Linked DNA regions of Mus musculus: region 2 is linked to region 1. The links are chromatin contacts, called in public HiChIP or PLAC-seq maps. All regions are on one chromosome and are shown on one strand. The core of a region is the stretch at or near the end of the contact, and the rest is flanking DNA. Distances in the headings are between cores, read along the strand shown. Region 1 holds the start of Tes (testis derived transcript). Region 2 overlaps Gm4876 (predicted gene 4876).

What was found. HiChIP or PLAC-seq counts read pairs in DNA pulled down with a chosen protein or histone mark.
Region 2: an H3K27ac HiChIP or PLAC-seq map of embryonic fibroblasts shows a contact between it and region 1, with 18 read pairs. The contact joins the enhancer-like site here to the promoter of Tes in region 1. A contact is called at or near these places in 1 of 484 Hi-C or Micro-C datasets (cerebral cortex), 4 of 115 datasets of contacts at active chromatin or transcription factors (CD8 T cells, embryonic fibroblasts, embryonic stem cells and 1 more) and 3 of 9 other capture datasets (adipose tissue, liver and pancreatic islet).

What each region holds. Positions count from the first base shown.
Region 1 is chr6:17,063,162-17,066,750 of GRCm38.p6, reverse strand. It overlaps Tes (testis derived transcript), which reads right to left and starts at 1,602. Exons shown (of 7, transcript NM_207176.3): 1 at 1,438-1,602. The coding sequence starts at 1,464. Gm15473 (predicted gene 15473) reads left to right here and starts at 1,164. Exons shown (of 2, transcript NR_167659.1): 1 at 1,164-2,159.
Region 2 is chr6:17,107,373-17,110,961 of GRCm38.p6, reverse strand. The region is part of intron 1 of Gm4876 (predicted gene 4876); the gene reads left to right. Among named protein-coding and RNA genes, the nearest start is that of Gm15473, 44 kb to the right of the region's middle. Within about 2 kb of position 1,536, at least 85 of the 459 cell types and tissues checked have an H3K27ac peak or open chromatin away from gene starts, as enhancers often do. A contact at or near this core is called in adipose tissue, embryonic fibroblasts and pancreatic cancer cells, where this site is marked.

The DNA.
Region 1 (3,589 bases), core at 353-2,852:
TTAAGAGACACAGCGGCTTATCGCTGTTTCCCAAGTTCAGGTTCCTCACTACAGTTCACTTTTGTTATCCTACATTCTGTGCCGTTTGACAAAGGTATGAGTAAGATATATCCACCAAGATAGTATCCTGCATAATAGCGTCATTACCTTAACAATCCTCTCATTTGCTTATTCATCCTTCCCTCCCTTCAAGGACAGCATTTCCAAACAAAGACAACCTATCATTTGGGACAAACACCTAAAGACGTTCTTATATAAAAACTCAGTAAGTTCAGTGTGTGTTCATCAACAGAAGACTACACAGCACATCCGCTGCTTTCTAAGTGGCAAGCACAGGTAACCAAAACACACGTTAAAAGAATAAATATCAAACAGGAAGAGACTAGAAAGAATCTTCTATTTCCTGTTCTTCCCTTCCCTTCTGAGTGTTGATTTTAATCAGAAGAGACCAAGGAACTGTTTCCTAGGTTCAAATTTTTATTTATCAACAGCTTCCTAAACCTCATACCATATATTTGCATACGATTTGAAACCTTCAATTCTGGCACAAAATAGAAATTCCCTTTTAGAAGATGAACCTGCAACTGCAAAGCCGCAGAAGAAAGTTTCCTCAACTTGGCTTTCTTACTGTGCACAACTTCCTTCCTTATTTGAAAAATGACCAACTAACTTAAATTCACTTGAAAGAAAACAGGCGCAATTCCCGAGAACAAGACCTTTAAGGTCGAAAGTTACAATAGAATGTGACGTCAGCATTCTTTTGAGTCATAGTCTGGTCCCCACCTCTTTCTCCCAGGCGACCTGAGAGACCTAATCTCGGAGCTCCTCAGGTAGGGCCTTTATAGCCTGGACACCAGGAGCAGCCAGGAGGGTGCTCCGCAGGCGGGGCCGCTGAGCACCTGCAATGACCGCTGTTTGTGCCTGGCTGCCAAACGGCATTTTCTTTTGAGAATTAACTCCGCAAGAAGGAGACAGTGTTTTGGCACTCAAGCCATAAGTGAAACACATACACATCCCCCAAAAGTCATCACTTCAGAAGTTATCAGCAGGCGCGGGTGTGAAGGAAGTGTCACCAGTCAGCAGCCACTTTAGAGCGCCTGGGGCAGCCAGACTGCAGGGGAGGAGGATGTCAAAGCCACATCACTGAATCACACAGGCTCCCCAGAGCGCTGCTTCCCCAGGCAGGAAGCGGTGTCAGCCACCACCTCGCCTAAGACTTCGCCCAGGGCTTGGGGGAAGGCGTGGCCGAAAGGTTTTCCGAAAAGTTTCAGGCGCAGAGACAGCGAGTTGCAGGGTCCCGCTCCGCAGCGACAGTCACCCAAGGGATCGGGGTCCGGGGAGTCATCCTCCAGCCGCACCCACCGGGTCTGGTCCCGGAACCCGGACCAGCTCCCGCGCTCAGGTGAGGCGACCACGCCCGTCGCCCGCCCCACTCACCTTCTTCATTTTGGTTTCCAGGTCCATACTGGGCGTCGGAGGGGCTCAGTCCCGCGTCCGCGATCTCCGCTGCGGGAACTCCGGCGCCGCTGCCGCTGCTACTCAGCATGGGCACTCGAACTTCCGCAGCCCGGTTCGGCAGCGGCTGGGACCTGGAACAAAGAGGCCCTGGCAGCCAATGGCAGCGGGGCAGTGCCGGGTAGCGGCCAATCAGCGCGCGCCGCACGCACCTTCGCAGCCAGAGCGTGCCGCTAGCAAGGTGAGGGGCGGGGCCGCGAGGGGCGGGGCCCTGCGGAGTTCCCTGGGCGCACCGACTTAGTTTCTTCAAAGCCTTGCACCCACTGGACTTCTGTGGGGCCATCCTTTCCTCCAGCTGAAGAGCAGACCCATACCTTTACATTTCGGTAGTTGTACTTGTGTGTCCGAGGACTTTTCAAGCAGGCCAAGAGGAGTGAGTGACCCTCCCAGTACCAACTTCTTGGCTGATTTCAGAGACAAAAAGAAGTCATGGAGCTCCTTGGGCATCCCAGAGATGAGCACGGGCCCTGGTTTCACTATTGAATGGTGGAGATGTCCATTTCTCCAATGCTTTCTCTAGAGTCCTGTGCACTTCCAAGGAAGCTTCTCTCACATCGTTGATGCCCATCAAGACTACCACTATATTGTTTTGTGAGCACTCAACACTAAAAAGCAACGGGAGGCTCACAGCAACTACTGCAGAAGTAAGTGGTGTCCTTGTTTGGGAAACAGGGTTCCCTTTTTGGACCTACTAAGTGGGAAAAAGGCGAGCTGCTCTTGCTTCTCGTGAAGTCTAGTTTCAAACTGCGGTCTCACAGAAGCCTGGGCCACCAAGAACCCATTCTATCTTTTCTTTCAATAGCTATTGCGGAAAGAACCTCATCTTGGATTGTTGGGGCGTGGAGGACCCTAGGGATTAATTTACTTCATACATCTTGCAAGGATCTGTAGGCCCCGAAGTACAGGCACCTCTCAGATACAACATATTGGGAACAGAGCTTGAGTCCCAGTAAATTGGGGGGACAGGGGGTGTGAGTTAATTATGCATCTATGTGTGAGCATGCCTACTTTTGAGAGCAGGTTCACTTAGAGCCCAGAATAAGTAGAATCTTCTGAGGTTGGAGTTCCAGGCCGCCGTGAGGCCCCTGCCTTGGGGGATGGGAACTGAAATCAAGTCCTCTGCAAGAGCAGCAGGAGCTTTTAACAACAGAACCATCTCTCTAGCCCGAAGTAATTTTATTCAGTTCCTACTACATAGAAATTGTTGATGGCTAGGTATCTGGTGATCTCCTAGTCCAGCGTCTACATATGCATATGTATATATGTTTTCCTCTATATGCACGTGATATTAAAAATAAAATCTCCATATAATGCAGATACTTGGGTCGAGATGTTTCATTTTACGTCTGGACATTTGGTAACTAAAGCACTTCAAAATACACTTTAGCCAACACTTTATATACTGTTGTACTTGATAACTTGTTAATACTGCTTAACAGAGCATTGGTTTAACATGTGTATGTTTTCAGTATCCAGCTAACAATGATCAAAATAGCTTGTTATAGTTTTTGCTTTACATTAAATTGGAATAAAGTATTCTAAGGCATTTTCCCAAATCACCCCACAGACTTGGGTCTACAGAGTCTGCCCAGTGTGGGTGTTAATGCACTCTGATGAGATCTGGTAACATTTCTGCTTTTCCAGAAAGCTTAACAGAGAGATGTCCCGGAAATCTGTCTAAAATAGCCATAAAGCAAATGTTGTGACATAAGCCTGGGGCCCTTTGTTTGTGAAAGAGAAGAGATGACACCAAGAAAAATGATATGGAAGTGTTAGTGTTTGGGTTTTTGTGTGTTTTGTTTTGTTTTTCCATCAATTTTTGTCTTCCTCCTTTTCTTCCTTGCAAGCCTTCCCAATATTGGAATTCAGTGGTTTCTAACTGGAGTTTCCATCTTGCCGATTATAGATTATTGCCAACCATTTGTGGATAATTTATAGAAATTGAAACAGGGTAGATCAATGTTAGGAGAACTGGACTGAAATCTTTTATCAAGTGGTTAAGTGTTAGACAGCAGAGGTGTCAGGAGCTAGAACTTGCCCAGTTTGATGACTGGAGTCAATGATAGATGAGTAG
Region 2 (3,589 bases), core at 287-2,786, 44 kb before region 1:
ATCCAGACTTGTCAGGCTCATTTGGAAACCAGACACCCATTCAGCTTCGTTAGTCTCCTCATCTGATCCCCTCTGTTCCTGAATTCCTCTTTATACTCAGAAATCTTAACTGCTGTGAACTGGAGACTCCCCTATAACCAACGCCTCTTCATTTCGTGGCTGAATTGAACTCCTAGATCTATCTCAAAGTCTCTGGTGCCCCTCCCAGGCAGGTTGGTTGCAGTGCCTGAGAAGTAGGTAGTTGCTTTCCTTAGGCAGTCTCTCTTATTTGTACTAGTTTCTTTTGATTTTTGAGAGTCACAGTTTTCTTTAAGCATGATATAGCGGCCTTAGACTTTACCCCCTATTTCTTTTCCAATCATTCTATTCCATTTTTTGTTGTGAATGTTTAAAAATTAATTATTGTGTTAACTAGCGACTCCAATGGCATGCTCCCAATGAAAGGGCAAACTAATTAGACAAAGCTACTTGAGCATTCGATAGTACAGCGAGAGGGAAAAAGGGCACTTCAGGCTAGAGTGCTGGAGTGTGTGATTATATCCCCACATAATCCAAGGATGTGGGATCTTTGAGTACATATGAGTCTCCATTTTCTGTTAAACTTCAGAAATTTTCTCCACGTTCTTTGATAATGTCAGTCCCTGGCTCATGCTTTCTTCCCTTTTGTTGTTGTTGTTGTTGTTGTGTGATGACCTCAACAAACACATGGATTTTCATACAACACTTGTGCTGATTTTTCCATCTTCCTAAAATCCAGTCCCCTTGCCTTCCTTCCTATCCAGCTGTAACTGGAGAGGAGATTCCATGGGATCTCCCCATGTGTCTGTTTTGACTCCTAAGCCCAGATTTCTTTTGAATTCTACCATGGTATCCCAGTCCTCAGTCAGATGTTATTTATGGAGAATTGACTCCAACGTGTCTACATGCAATAGCGGTTGACTAGCAATGGTAACTGGGTAGAAGGTGCTTTTGTTACTGGGTGAAGGGCAAGACATCCTGTGGAAATGCACATCGAAGAAAGATCAATAACAGCCTTTATAAATGTCATTTAAAATGCCATTCAAAACAACCATAAAGGTTAATGGCATTTTGTTTTGATTGTTTCAAAATATATTATCAGATTAAATAGAAGCTACGATGACTTGCTTCCCATGAAAGGACAGAATAATTAGCCACAGTTATTTAAGCACCGGTAAATATATGAAAAACCAAAACAACACACCCTATTAATCAAACCACAATGCCTGTCAGGTTGTGTGCTAAAACTTCTATCTACACAACACAAGGAAGCAGGCCTTTTCACACAGGTAAGCACTCAGTAAAGTCAAGAGTTAACATTGAACAGTTACCAGGGGTCAGGAAAGGCATTTTTTATGCAGTCAGGGACAGTCTTAAGTGTTCTAAAGAGTTACAGACAAACTCAGAAGACAAGTTCAGATATGCCAGGTCATTTTAAGATGAGAACTTAAAACTGTTCTTGGGTGGTGGTGTCTCTTTGGTTACCATAGCAAAGTTGGAAGAGCTTAAACACTACGTGTTACAAATTGCTTAAGAATGACTCAACCCTGACTCTCTTGCCTATGGTGAAACTCGTCTGAAACACTTGAGTCAATTTGGAAATCTATGCTTAAAGACCAGACACTGCAGTATGGTCAGGACTTATTAAAAAGAGACAATCTGTAATATCTTGTTTAAAATAAGCAGAAAGCCCCCGCGCTTCACCTGGGCAGCACAGTAGACCTAGCCTGGTGGCTTGGGTACAGGAAAGCTGATGGGTTCAGCAACTCCAACCCAGGCCCAGATCCAGGGCTTTGAATATGCTCACCCCAACATCTGCCCCATCTGTGAAATGCTGGAGTGTGTGAAGGGGCCAGTCCTGCAGATCCAAAGCTGCAGAGTTTCCACGACACAGACCGACAACAGGATATCTGAGAGAAACCCCAGTGAGATTCCAGTATTGATAGTATAGCAGAAGCCAGAGGCCTCAAACCAGACTCATTGCAATGAACATTTGGAAGTAAAGAGGTTTGGCCAAAGGAATACCCGTGTGACACATTGTGACACACTGCAGCTTCCACAGTGAGATTTTTGTTGTTGTTTGTTTTGTTTTGTTTTGATTTTGAGGTTTTAATTTTTTTATTTTTATTTCTATTTTTTGAGGGGAGGTTGCAAGGATGGAGAAGATACCCCAGGACTTGAGATATAGATGCTGTAAAGGGGTGACGAGATGAGTGGGATTGGGGGTGCATGGTGTATAATTCATATACAATAAGAAGTTAAAAACAAAAAAAATTGTTAAAAATGTCCCAAATGTGAAGGCCAACAGGACACCTGAGCGACTGGGATTCCATCAGTGGAAATTACATATATATATATATATATATATATATATATATATATATATATATATACATATTTATATATATATGCAAAACATCACTTTCTCAAATCCTATTTGTATCCAAGATTGTTCTATTTAGAGATGAACAGTGTACGTGCAGCCTCCCTGAAGTAGTTCACAATCAATGAGCATCCAGGGAGGGTATGAAGCATCTCTCATGGACCACTGTGTAGAAGCTGATGCTGAGTCTGCATCTTCCTTTGAATTTCCTGGACCCCAAGACATTTCCCCCTTCTCCTTCCTCACTGAACCCACTGCTCTTGAGTTCCCACTGCTGTTTGGAGGACAGGAAAAGCAGAGATCACTGTCATGTCTTTTAATATCCAAGATGATGGCTTTTGTGGAGAAAGAGGACACCTCTGGTATTGCCTAAGTACCAGCAATTGTTCTACACTCTCTCTTAGTGAGCCTTTTGCTACTGTGAACTGTAATGATGTGGTTGTCAAATTCATGCCGTACCAGGCATAAAAAAACAAACAAACAAAAAAAAAAACAAAACAAAACCAAAAACCCTGTAAGATCTGCTTCTGAGAACTGACCTAGAATGATTTTTTAATGAGAAAAAGAATATTAATCTATCAATACCAGGTAATTAGAATTTAAAAAAAATGTTCTACATGGTTCACATTTAGTAAAAGAAACACACAAATCTAGATTTAAAACTTCCATTTTCAACTTCCAGGGAATTGCTTAGTGTTGGATTTTGTAGTAAGGGAGCTCAGTCAGGGTTCTATCCCCCCCTCCCCCCAGCCTGGGAAGATCGCTCTGTTGCTTCACTGGTCAGTTGCCTCTTCTAGCATTTGCTTATTGCTTCCACAGTAGTTAGTAGTCCTCAGCCTTCCTAAGCCTGTGACCTTTTAGTACAGTTCCTCAGGTTGTGCTTAAGCCCCAGCCATAGGAGTATTTTCATTGCTCCTACAAATGGTAAAGTAATTACCTGTTTTCAGATGGCCTTGAGACCCCAGTGAAAGGGCCGCAACACACAGGTTGAGAACCAGTGTTGTAGACTCTTGAAAAGAGATGTGTGTATGAGGCATTTTCTTTTATTGCTAATGGATGAAGGCGGGCCCAGCCCACTGTGGGCGGTATCATTCCTAGGCAAATGTGCCTGAGTTGTGTAAGAAAGGCAAAAGGAACAAGATGGTAGAAACATTTCTCCAAAGTCTGTTTCAGTTTCTGGCTCTAGGA